Regions from separate parts of the Mus musculus genome. Here region 1 is linked to region 2. A link is a contact called in public promoter capture Hi-C data. All regions are on one chromosome and are shown on one strand. The core of a region is the stretch at or near the end of the contact, and the rest is flanking DNA. Distances in the headings are between cores, read along the strand shown.

Evidence for each region. Promoter capture Hi-C pulls out the DNA fragments that hold promoters and counts their contacts.
Region 1: a promoter capture Hi-C map of embryonic stem cells shows a contact between it and region 2, with 4 times the contacts expected there. The contact joins the promoter of Tmem14c here to the enhancer-like site in region 2. A contact is called at or near these places in 25 of 39 promoter capture datasets (the 3T3-L1 cell line, 3T3-L1-derived adipocytes, the HPC-7 cell line and 15 more), 19 of 484 Hi-C or Micro-C datasets (CD4 T cells, bone marrow-derived macrophages, embryonic fibroblasts and 6 more), 24 of 115 datasets of contacts at active chromatin or transcription factors (the HPC-7 cell line, bone marrow-derived macrophages, craniofacial prominence and 15 more) and 5 of 9 other capture datasets (adipose tissue, embryonic stem cells, liver and 2 more).

What each region holds. Positions count from the first base shown.
Region 1 is chr13:41,012,351-41,018,049 of GRCm38.p6, reverse strand. It overlaps Tmem14c (transmembrane protein 14C), which reads right to left and starts at 1,800. Exons shown (of 6, transcript NM_025387.3): 1 at 1,652-1,800; 2 at 877-935; 3 at 268-344. The coding sequence starts at 899. Pak1ip1 (PAK1 interacting protein 1) reads right to left here. Exons shown (of 10, transcript NM_026550.3): 9 at 5,593-5,699; 10 at 5,017-5,485. The coding sequence ends at 5,301.
Region 2 is chr13:40,850,617-40,856,177 of GRCm38.p6, reverse strand. No RefSeq gene overlaps it. Among named protein-coding and RNA genes, the nearest start is that of Mir5124a, 12 kb to the left of the region's middle. Within about 2 kb of position 4,042, at least 19 of the 459 cell types and tissues checked have an H3K27ac peak or open chromatin away from gene starts, as enhancers often do. A contact at or near this core is called in embryonic stem cells, olfactory sensory neurons and trophoblast stem cells, where this site is marked.

The DNA.
Region 1 (5,699 bases), core at 551-3,050, 160 kb before region 2:
CCTTGAGGAGCTGAGAGACAACGCGGTGTATGGCAATGGTCGATAACACCCACCCACTAATACCCCTGCCTATCTGTATGTAAAGAGGGGAAAAAAAAAAAAAAAAAAACGCCTGGCTCCACTCAGCCAGATAATCAGAGGCCAATGCAGGGTGTACTCAGGGCCTAAAGCAAACTTGAGTCAAGCCATATTAGGTGTCAAGGGCTCTGGGGACCCACATGTCACTGGACTAAGGTGACAATTTTAAGAGTAACAAGAAAGGCTCACCTGCTTTGGCATAGCCAATAATCCCACCGGTAGCAACCAGGGCTGCATAGCCGAAACCAAAATAATGTAAAGGCATCCTGAAAAGGCCAAAGGGAGAAGCCAGTGTCAACCGAGTATAAAATACAACACACAAAATCACTGGATGGGGCCTGCGGGAACTTGGCCTTGGTGGCGATGCGCCCCCCACCCCCGGCTCCCGGAGGCTGGCAACCTGAGTTTGGTTACATTACAATGGTCCACATAGCAGAAGATCAACTCCCGCAACTCCTGAAAATTGTCCTCTGACACCTACAAACTCAACATGGCACGAATGCATCCACACAAAGAAGTAAATGTAATTGCTTAAATCATCCTCAGGGACAAAAGGATTGTCGTTTCCAGCAAATTCTGCCAGTGCCCAATCAGAAAGAAAGATAGGCCAGGTGGCAGGCTCGGTGAAAGAACTAGCCAGTGGCAGAACTGGATTCAAGTCCATGTCCCAGGCCGCTAGTTCAAGGATCATGTCACAACCTACGCTGCCTGGTGGGCAGTGCCAAGCTGGAGGTTCCCGTCATGTGCTCTGGTTTTAGAGGCTCCCAGTGATTCTACTCCGATGCACAGGGCACTTACAATGGGCCACTGTCTTTCTGCATTGTTCAGTCGCTTTGGAGACCACACCAGGCCTGCACCTGTGGAGGAGAGGTCAGAGCAGTCAAGAGACACGCTGACCTCTAGCAATCAGGAAGAAATGAGTTCAAGGTACAGCTCTGGGTGTGATTGCAACTGCCGCCTGGACACACACAGTCACTAGTCGCCCTAGCTCTGCTGTCCAGTGAAGGTAACTGGATAACAAGTAAAACACCTCTGTGAATATTAAGTGTTGTAGAGACACCAAATATTTTTACCACAGCCTCTACTATAGCACAGGCCCACCGAAACGAGCAGGAGTCACGGAGCAGCTCTGGAGCAGCTGACTGTCTCATCAGTTAGTTGATTGCTAAATCAGAAAACAAATGGCCTGTACCTCCATTCTTCTTAGCGTCTCCGAGAAGCAGGGTAAATGCTGCTTTCTCTCCAACGTCCTCCATACTCAGTTTGCAAACTTTTAGAAACCCTTGCACCCAACCCTCGGCTCCTATTAGGCTGGAGCAAGGGACCAGAAAATGCTCGGAACCCTAGTCGCAACTGCACTTAGACGCGCTACAACCCTACAAAGTGACTCCTGCTCTCTTACGGAAAAGCCCTCCGTGGCGCGGAAGCAGCGCACGCGCGTTTAGGTTTCCACTCCCGGAACCGCAGTTAGAGAACATTTTAGAGAGGCGGGAAGCGGGCCGGGGAAGCGAGCTCAGCAGAGTGTGCACGGAACGATTCCCCTGGTGATAGAGTCGGCAAAGTAAGAACACACCCAACCAACACTGGAGCCGGAGCCGGAGCCGGGAGGCCTGTGCTGTAGGACGAGGGCGCGAGCAGACAGCGAGAAGCCGAGGTCAGGAGCCGGGTGTGCAGACGTCACAGCGTGCGCTGCGTCCTAGCGGGAGGGGCGGGACCTGGATAGCCGGGAGGAACCTGAGGTGATTGGCTGGGCATCATCCTAGGCGGTCTTCGGGTGATGGGGCGGGGCTTGGTTCCGGCTTGGGAGTAGTGGGGTGGAGGAGCACCAGGTTTGGCTGCTGAGTTTGGGGTCCGTACTCCGAGGGTGAGCCAGTTTGATACAAGGATAATGGGATTAATAAAAGCCATCAGGAAAGGGTACCAGGCTGGTAGAAGAGGCATATCAGCCACAAGTCAAAGCAACTCAAAGTGTTTATGTACTGCCATGTGCCCAGTATAGATCTTAAGTATAGACATTTAAACAGTGAACCAATCTATTTTTAAGAAATTTTTGCCCTGGGAGAGCCTAAGTATTTACTCCTCAGAAGGTCTCAATTACAAATCAAAGTTCACCCCGAGGAACCAATGAGTTTATTAAAGTTCCTTACAAAGCATGACTGAGGAGTTTCAGGCAGAAGGGACAAGTCATGCTGGAAAACCTATACCCAGCGAGAATGATGGCTTACTTATGGCTGTGCAGAGCCCCGTTTCCTAGTCCCTGTCCACCTATAAACTCTAGCCCTTCCTCAAGTCACATGCAACTAGGTCAGAATGCATGAAACTGGGTGGAAGGGGTAACGGGATATAGGTGAGGGGCCCCACGACCCTCTCCACTCCTTTTCTAAATGAAGGTGAACAGTCAGGCAAACAGTCAACAAGCCCAGCTGGGACCATCTTTTGCAAGCAGGCACAGCTGACCCTCATGAAGATGGCGGCAACCTGGCGCAGATAGTAGTGCGGAACTGAATCCCACACGCTCTATCAGAGAAGCACTGTACGTATTGGCCCTTAAGAGCACTGAGGGTCTTGCTGTAGAGGACACACGTAGTCAAGGACTTAATCCGGGGCTTGCGTGTGATGGCCCTAGTCATGGACTGTGAATGTTTTGTCTCCTGTATATCATACTTGAACGTCTCACGTAATTTTGGTGTCTGCAAATACAGCATCTTGGACTATTTAACTACTCTGTTTTGCCCAGGCTGGCCTGGAACTGCTGGGCTCAAGTGATCCTCTCTCGGGAGCCTCCTGGGTTACTGAGGCTCCAGGCACATGCTATCTGGATTCCTAGTTATGCCAGCCTCATACACTTCTGTCTGTGCACTTCTCAGGAGACCGTTAACTCTTTGCCACTGTGGGTATAACAGTGGCCGGCTGCACCAAGATTCCTAGATGCCTGCCAACAGAAGGATCCCGGAAATAAACTAGGACTAGGTAGAAGATACAACTCACTCCTGTAGGCACTAGGGAAAGGTCAAGGCTCCAAGTTGCAATCAAACCACATAGAATTGTTACAAAAGCTTGGACAACCAGGAGATTCCAGCTAACTGTATCATTGAAGCCCATGTTTTCTTCTAACATTTTGTTTTCTTTACACAAGCTCTCGGGTGGTCAGAAACTGCCTCAATTCTAATTCTCGGAACTCCTTCTACCTCCTGAATGCCAGGATTACAAGGATGCCTCACGTGCTCAATTAAAACATTGTTTACATACAACTCCTCCCAAAGCCAAGTTATGTTTTATAAAAAAAAAAACAAACAAACAAACTCTATCATAGATGACTTTGTGTGTATGTGGGGATGTGAGAGGGGGCACATGTGTGGTGGTACAAATGTGGAGGCCAGAAAACAAGTTGTGGGGAGACAATTTTTTTCCTTCCACAACTGTGGGCTTCAGAAACTGAACTCAGGTCTTTGGGCTCCGTGGTAAGTACACTCAACCAGCCACCAAGCCATCGTACGGGCCCATGGACTTTAATCTTCTTTTGACTTCTACTCACACTATGCCCTTGGGATTTCCCATCTTTTGATATCTCAAGACATTCAGGCAATTGACATCTATTGAAGGTGTTATTTTTTATGTATATATGTTTATAGCTCTATCCTGGAACTTCCTCTGTAGACCAAGCTGGCTTTGAACTCAGAGATCTGCCTGTTTGCTTCCTAAGTATTAGGTGTGTACCAACACTTGACAAAATATGCCCTTACTATGATGACAGTGTGTCATGTTACAGGCTGTACTGGCTGGTTTTGTCAACTGTCAAGCTGGAGTTATCACAGAGAAAGGAGCCTCCCTTGAGGAAATGCCTCCATGAGATCCAGCTGTAAGGCATTTTCTCAGTTAGTGATCAAGGGGTGAGGGCCCATTGTGGGTGGTGCCATCCCTGGGCTGGTTCTATAATGAAAGCAAGCTGATCGAGCCAGGGGAAGCAAGCCAGTAAGAAACATCCCTCCATGGCCTCTGCATCAGCCTCTGCATCAGCTCCTGCTTCCTGACTTGAGTTTCAGTCCTGACCTCCTTTGGTGGTGAAGAGCAGTGTGGAAGTGTAAGCTGAATAAACCCTTTCTTCCCTGTCTTAGGGTTTCTATTCCTGCACAAACATCATGACCAAGAAGCAAGTTGGGGAGGAAAGGGTTTATTCAGCTTACACTTCCATACTGCTGTTCATCACCAAGGAAGTTAGGACTGGAACTCAAGCAGTTCAGAAAGCAGGAGCTGATGCAGAGACCATGGAGGGATGTTCCTTACTGGCTTGCTTCCCCTGGCTTGCTCAGCCTGCTTTCTTATAGAACCCAACACTACCAGCCCAGAGATGGTCCCACCCACAAGGGGCCCTCCCACCCTTGATCACTAATTGAGGAAATGCCTTACAGTTGGATCTCATGGAGGCATTTCCTCAACGGAAGCTCCTTTCTCTGTGATAACCCCAGCTGTGTCAAGTTGACACAAAACTAGCCAGTACACTCCCCAACTTGCTTCTTGGTCATGATATCTGTGCAGGAATAAAAACCCTAAGACACGGGTCATGGTCATTAAGTACCCGCAGTGTGCTAGGCTTGTTCTAAGACCATCACACACTGACACACCTTTATCCAACACCAGTCTGAAGCAAATGGTTATGGTGACACTGAGCCAACACAGCAACAAGGAAGTGAGCTGAGACTACTGATGCTCTGAAAGACAACAAATTATGAGAAGTGTTGTCTTCTTGCCCTTAGATTTGCTTGTTACCCGCGGCTTAGAAGCAGATTGTCTGGAAAATCCCTTTCATCCACTTCTGGTAAAGACTTCCTAACAGGTGTGTGGAGGCAGCAGGGCCAGAGGCCAAGGGACTGATCAGGGGGCAAAGAGAAAGCTCACATGCGAGGCTCTGTCTGGACTTCATCCCAAGCACCGCCAAATAAATGTAATTAAGCTCTGTATTATTTCAAATACAATTTTCAGATCTTTACTTGCTCTGAACAGCTAAAGTAAACAATCACTATATATTACAATCTATAATAAAATGCCATCTGCCAAAATAACGTTTATCATTTAACAAAACAAAGCACCACCTAAAGAGCGGTTCTTTTTCTTAAGCTGCACATTTTCTACGGAAGGAGATATTTTCTTCTCACAGGGACATGGAGAATTCCGTCAAAAGGACATTCAGATAGGGAGGAGAAATCTGGGATTTGCCACGTGAGTTACATTTTCTTCTTTCTCTTCTTTTCCGACATGGTTGCCATTTTCCTCTTCTTGGCTGTCACTGGGCTATTTCCTTTTGTTGGCTGCTTGCTGTCACCACTTACATCAGATTTCTCCGAGTTAGGTTCTGATGTTTCTTCCTGAACTGTGTCACCAGATTCCTTTTCGATTGTCTTAGGTTGGTCTAAAACATGAGACAATGCATTAAGGCCTGTTTCTTCCCCTCAAATGACGCTATCTGGACTCTTCAACAACAGCCTGCTCCGTCTTTAAACAATCAACGTAACTCACCAGGGCAGGGCTCTGCTGCTGGAGGAAGGCTCGCCATTCCATTTGCTGCTCTGTCTAACCACACAGTAAGACATGTCAGCCTGGCACCAGTTTTGGCCTCACACAGC
Region 2 (5,561 bases), core at 2,793-5,292:
ACCTTGTGCCTCACCTGAAATGCCACAAGGATCCTTCTAGAAATGCCTGTGGTTATTTACAGTATTGTTTTGGGTAACACTAGTCGTTTTAAGAAGAATAAGTATGGGTCTGGGGAGAAGATGGCTCAACAGGAAAGGCATGTGTCAACAACACCTGAGTTCCGTTCCTGGGACCCACATGAGAGAAGGAGAGAAGTTACCCATAGATTGTCCTTTGACCTCCATATACACATAGAAGTACATACAATATACATGTGTACACACACACACAATACACACACCACCCATAAATAATAAAAAAATGAGCATTATTATATATGATTTATTTCTACTTAGTGTGCAGAAGTATCTTACCCGCATTTATGTATGTGTACCATGAGCACTCCTGGGGCTGGAGATCGTCACAAGAGGCTGTTGGATTCCCTGAAACTGGAGTTACAAATCGCTGTGAACTACCCTGTGGGTGGAAGCAACTGAACCCTAGTCCTCTGTGAGCATAGCAAGTGCTCTTTGCCATCTCTGAAGGCTCTTTCTTTCTGGAGCCTCTTCACTGCCCCAGAGGTAACCATTCTATATCCTGAATTCTATGTTTGCCCAATAGGAGGGCGATGAGCGACCCAAGGGGGAAAGAGAAAGCTCAACCCAGGTTGGCCATTAGCTCAAAGTTGATGCCCAGCGTTCCAAATCCAGGAGGTGACCAGATTAAAAAAAAAAAAAAAAATCAGGAACCAGGATAGATCTGCTGGTTATTCAATAATTCTCAGAGCATGTATTTGTTTCAGAGGTCAATGGAACATATCGCTGCTACCTTAGGGCATACTCTCCCTGAAGGACTTTAACCAGTTTCTGTTACATCAAGTTAACGCTCCTGAGGACTGAATTTACGCCAGTGCCTGTGAAAAGGGACTACTTCAGTCTCACCTGTACCACCATGAAATGTGGATTTCCCACAACTCATTTTATCATGACATCACCTCTGGGCCCAAATTAGAAACCAAATAAGCTGGTGGAACTTTTTGAATCTAGGAATGCCTGGTAAAAGCCTGCATCAAACTCATTTTTTAAATATGAAGTTCACAGGCATCTTCCTGCGTTCATTTCCTGCTCTCCATCCCCCTGCCTTAAAAAAAAAAAAAACAAAAAAAAACCTACCACCACCAACCCCCCCCCCCCCCAAAAAAAAAAAAAAACCCTTACAGTTTTAATTTTTTACTATTGTTGAATTCGGAGCCCTGTCTCACTCTCCCGAATGTTTGCAGTCACAGGAAACAGCCTGAAGCACCAGGGGTTTAAAATAGCCAGGGAGCCTGGTTAAAAAGTTCCCTGGATTGGGTGAAGGGAGGAGGCTCTTCCCAAGCTCGGAGCCTCTAAGAGTCACGTGTTCTCCTGTTCTTAGCTCCCGCGGGGTGTAATTTGAGAAGACAGGTTCCTCCCAACCCCTCTATCTCGGTCTGGTGAGGACTCCCCTAAACAGCCTCTGGATGTGGGTTTCCTTTCGTAGCTAGTCACCCATGAGTCTTAAGGAATTTTTTTTCCCTTTCGATCCTGGGGCTACTGGAAGACTGGCGGCAAGGCAGCTATCACACCCTGCTCATGGCTGCTCCGTGGTGTCCAAGCTAATTTTAGACCTTGAAGAGAAGTCACCGGGAAGAATGATGGGTAGAAAATGATCAGGTTCTAGGGTTTAATTTAAAATGGCGGGAAACAGGGCAGTAGGGAAGGAGAAATGAAGCGGGTCTTGTCAAGTTCAGACAAGATAGGTAACTGAGGTGGAACAAGGTTGGAGCTGGGGCTGAAAGATCCGGAGCCCTTCTGTGTTGATGTGTCCGGCCATCGCAGGCTTTGTGGGCTAAGTGCTTAGCGAGGAGGTGAGCCCCAGACCACAGGAGTTTTGACAGCCCCGCTTTGTTGCAGAAAATCAACAGGTTCGAGTGTATTTATAGTTTTAGGTTGGATGCTGTTGTAGTTTGTTTTCTGTTGTTGTTTATAAAAGTCATGATCAAAAAGCAACTTGGGGAGGAGAGCGTTTATTTCATCTTAGTTTACAGTCCATCATGAAGTAAAAAAGAGACAGGAACTCCAGTAGGAACCTGGAGACCGGAAATGACGTACAGAATATGGGGGAATAATCATTAGTGCCTTGCTCCTGGGCTCCTGTTTAGCAATATTTCCTGTACAGCTCAGGCCCACTTGCCTAGGAATAGTACTACCCACAGTATTTTGGATCGTCCTACATCATTACCAATCAAGAAACTGCTCCCAGACATGCCCACCAGCCAGTCTGAGACACCCAGTTCTTTAACTGAGGTTTCTCTGTTCTAGATATTTCAAGTTGAGAACCAAGACTAGCCATCACACGTATTTTGTAAGGGTGGATATATTTTTACATGTTGGGTATATCTTAGACACTGGTATTAGTATGGGGTCTATTCCTGATCAATTTCACAATCTGATTTTGAAGTTAAGGAAACAAAAACCACAGCTTCTGTGGGTAGAGTTCTATATTAGGTTGAGCCTGCATTAAGAAGAGTGCCAAGGAGTATCACCTCCCTGTAGATTAGAGGTCAAAGAAACAAGGTCCATCCTGCTGCAGGGTAGCCAAGCCCAGGAACGCCAGTCTCCCTGTGTCTTACAGACCAGTCTGCAATGAGCCAGTTGGTGCTTTGTTCTCTGTTTGGCTAAGGTGTTATCAATTGAGGAAAGAGGGTCGACTAAGTTTCAACAAAGGCACAGGGGTCATCTCAGCCCTTGGGAGACAGACACTGGAGGATTAAGTAAGTGTCTGAGGCTGCTATGAGCTACATAATGAGAGTTTTTCTCCGAAGTAAATGAAAAGAAAAAAAAAGAGAAAGAAAGAAAGAAAGAAAGAAAGAAAGAAAGAAGGAAAGAAAGAAAGGAAGGAAAAAAGGAAGAAAGGAAGGAAGGAAGGAAGGACATGTTAATTTGCTTACTTGATCTTTAAAATAACAAGGAAAGTCCTCACACACTTGTAACTCTACAGGGTCCTGGGTTGCTTCCTTTCTTTAAAAAAAAAATTGTGTGTGTGTGCACACGTGTACGTGGGCATGCACACTCTCATGGTGTGTGTGTGCACGTGCGCATGTGTGTGGTGGTCAGAGAACAACTGCTTTTCCTTCCACCATACAGGTCCTGGTGAGTTGAACTCAGGTCCTCAGGTTTGGCTACAGGCCCTTTTACCCACTCAGCCATATCACTAGCCCCTTGGTTCAAGGGTTCATTTTTCATTTTAGCCTGTTATTGGTTGAGTGAAGTTCGAGCTTCACAGGAGATATTCTGGAAGAGAGAGATTGATGTGCATTTTAAAATCCAGAGAGTGACAGTTACCTCTTAAAATCTGTAACTTTGCCCTTGTCTGAAAGAATAAGGAAGAGATTGTCACAGTCCGTTTGCAACATGAGATGCTCTTAGAGTTTGGAGAGCTAAAAGATGTGTTAGGGTCCTCCCTCCCACAACTGGCCTCCAGCCTCTCAAAGATCTTCATTCCTCTCTCCCTGAAGCATTCTAGTCATTAAAAACATCTTCAGAAACAGAAATCTTAGGTGCCATGGTCAAGTGTGATTCATTCACTCATTCATTCCCCACTCCTGCCTCCCACTCCACCAATCACTGCGCTCGGTTCTGAAAATATAGAATATAAGTTTAGCCCAAATGGGCCCAAGCCCCCTGGGTCTTAGATGCCATGGGGGTGGTGGTGGGGAATTAGTGGTAATGGCGAGGAAGCCGAGTCCTTTCAATATCCTTCTCCCCGTATTTTTCCAGCCAGTTCATCTCCATAGAACAGGTTCCCAGAGGGATCGAGTTGCCTGGAAGTGGTCCACAGAGGCATTCTGCGGGAATCCTCTTCTGAGGCAAAGGCGTTCACTGCATTGTTTATGAGTGGAACAATAAAAGCTGGAACTCGAGCTGCACGAGGAAAGAACGGTGCGCCTCCGGTCACACCCGAGGCTAGAAAACAGTGGCTACAGGGAGTGGCCACCAGAGGTTCTGATTCCCCAACCTATGCCCAGGTGTGACCTTCATCCCGGGGGACTCCCAGTTCCGGAAGTTACAAAGGTCTAAGTACCTCACCCTCCTCAAAGGCACGGGGCTGAGGATAGGCATCCCAGGACAACCTTCCCCTTTGCCACGCAGGGCCTGCCTCTTTCAGAGGCGGCCTTCTGGATTTCTGTTGAAACCCAATCTTCACACTTTAGGTTATGCCCTTATATTTAGTTCCCAGTTAAGATGACCTGTATGGCCTGTATAACTTCAGACTGAGAGGAAGGAAAAAAAAAAAGGAAAGAAAGAAGGAAAGAAGGAAAGAAAGAAAGAAAGAAAGAAAGAGGAGAAAGAAAGAAAGAAATAAAAAAAGAAATAAATAAAAATAAATCAAAAGGACCACTCACAGCGTATGGAGAAGATTTTTTTTTTTTTTCTGTAGACATGAGGAGGAGCATAGTCAGAGGCAGAGACATCCGGTAGAGTCCAGAGTGAGCAGGACCCTGAATCAGACCGAAGGAGGGCAGAGGGAGAACCTGGAGATCAGGAGAGTAAAGGGTAGTAAAACTGGCTGGCTAATCAAAATGGCTGGGAAGAGTAACTAGGGGAAGGGCAGCCCAGCCTTGGGCTGGGATGTTTATCTAGGGGCCAGGGGATGCCCAGCCATACCCTGTAAGTAGGGCCTGAGGGATGCTGGGAGAACCTCGTAACCAGTTCTACTTTGATATGTTAAATAGGTCCCTCGGCCATTTGTTCCAAGTTTGAGACCTAAGACAGACCGGATTGACCTTCAACTTGCCCACTCAATTATGTCCCCACTGGGGACAAATAATCCCGGGCTGCTGCCAGGATTCGGGGCTGGGGATTCGGAGGCAGGTTGTGTATCTTGAGGGTCCCATTTTCTCGTGATAATAGGTTCTTCTAAGGCAAGATAAGCAGCTCTTCTCAACCCCTCCAGGAACATCCTGCCCCAGAGATGATGGGCAACTGTGGGTTTTTAATCAACGTCTCTACCTTCTCTAGAGTAGTTGGAAGTCTGAGCCACTAATAAAATTCTGTGGGGCTAAAACATTTTTTTCTTTGAAGTTTTAGAAACAAGATAAAATAAACAAACGTTAAATTACAGACCCCACACCCTTAATGTGTATGAGTGTTTTGTCTGGGTGCATGTATGTCTGTGTTCCGTTTGCATGTCTGGTGTCCTCTGAGCCCAGAAAAGGACATATGGTGCCCTGGAACTAGAATTAGGGATAGTTGTGAGCTGGCACATGGGTACTGGACATTGAACTTAGGTCCTCTGTAAGAGTAGTCAAGGCGATTAACTATTGCAACATCTCTCCAGCCCAGATCATTCATGTGACTGACAGCTTATCTGTGGCCTTGAATTCTGTAACTTTGGAGAACACGTAAGACACAGACCCGAGTCAGGAGGAGTCTAACAAGAGGTAAAAAAAAAAAAAAAAAAAAAAAAACGGCTTCATCACTAGCTGTACCTTTTACCAACAAAGGTATTAAAGGCATGCACTAGCAGTTTATTTCAAACGACATAACATGCCGGGCTG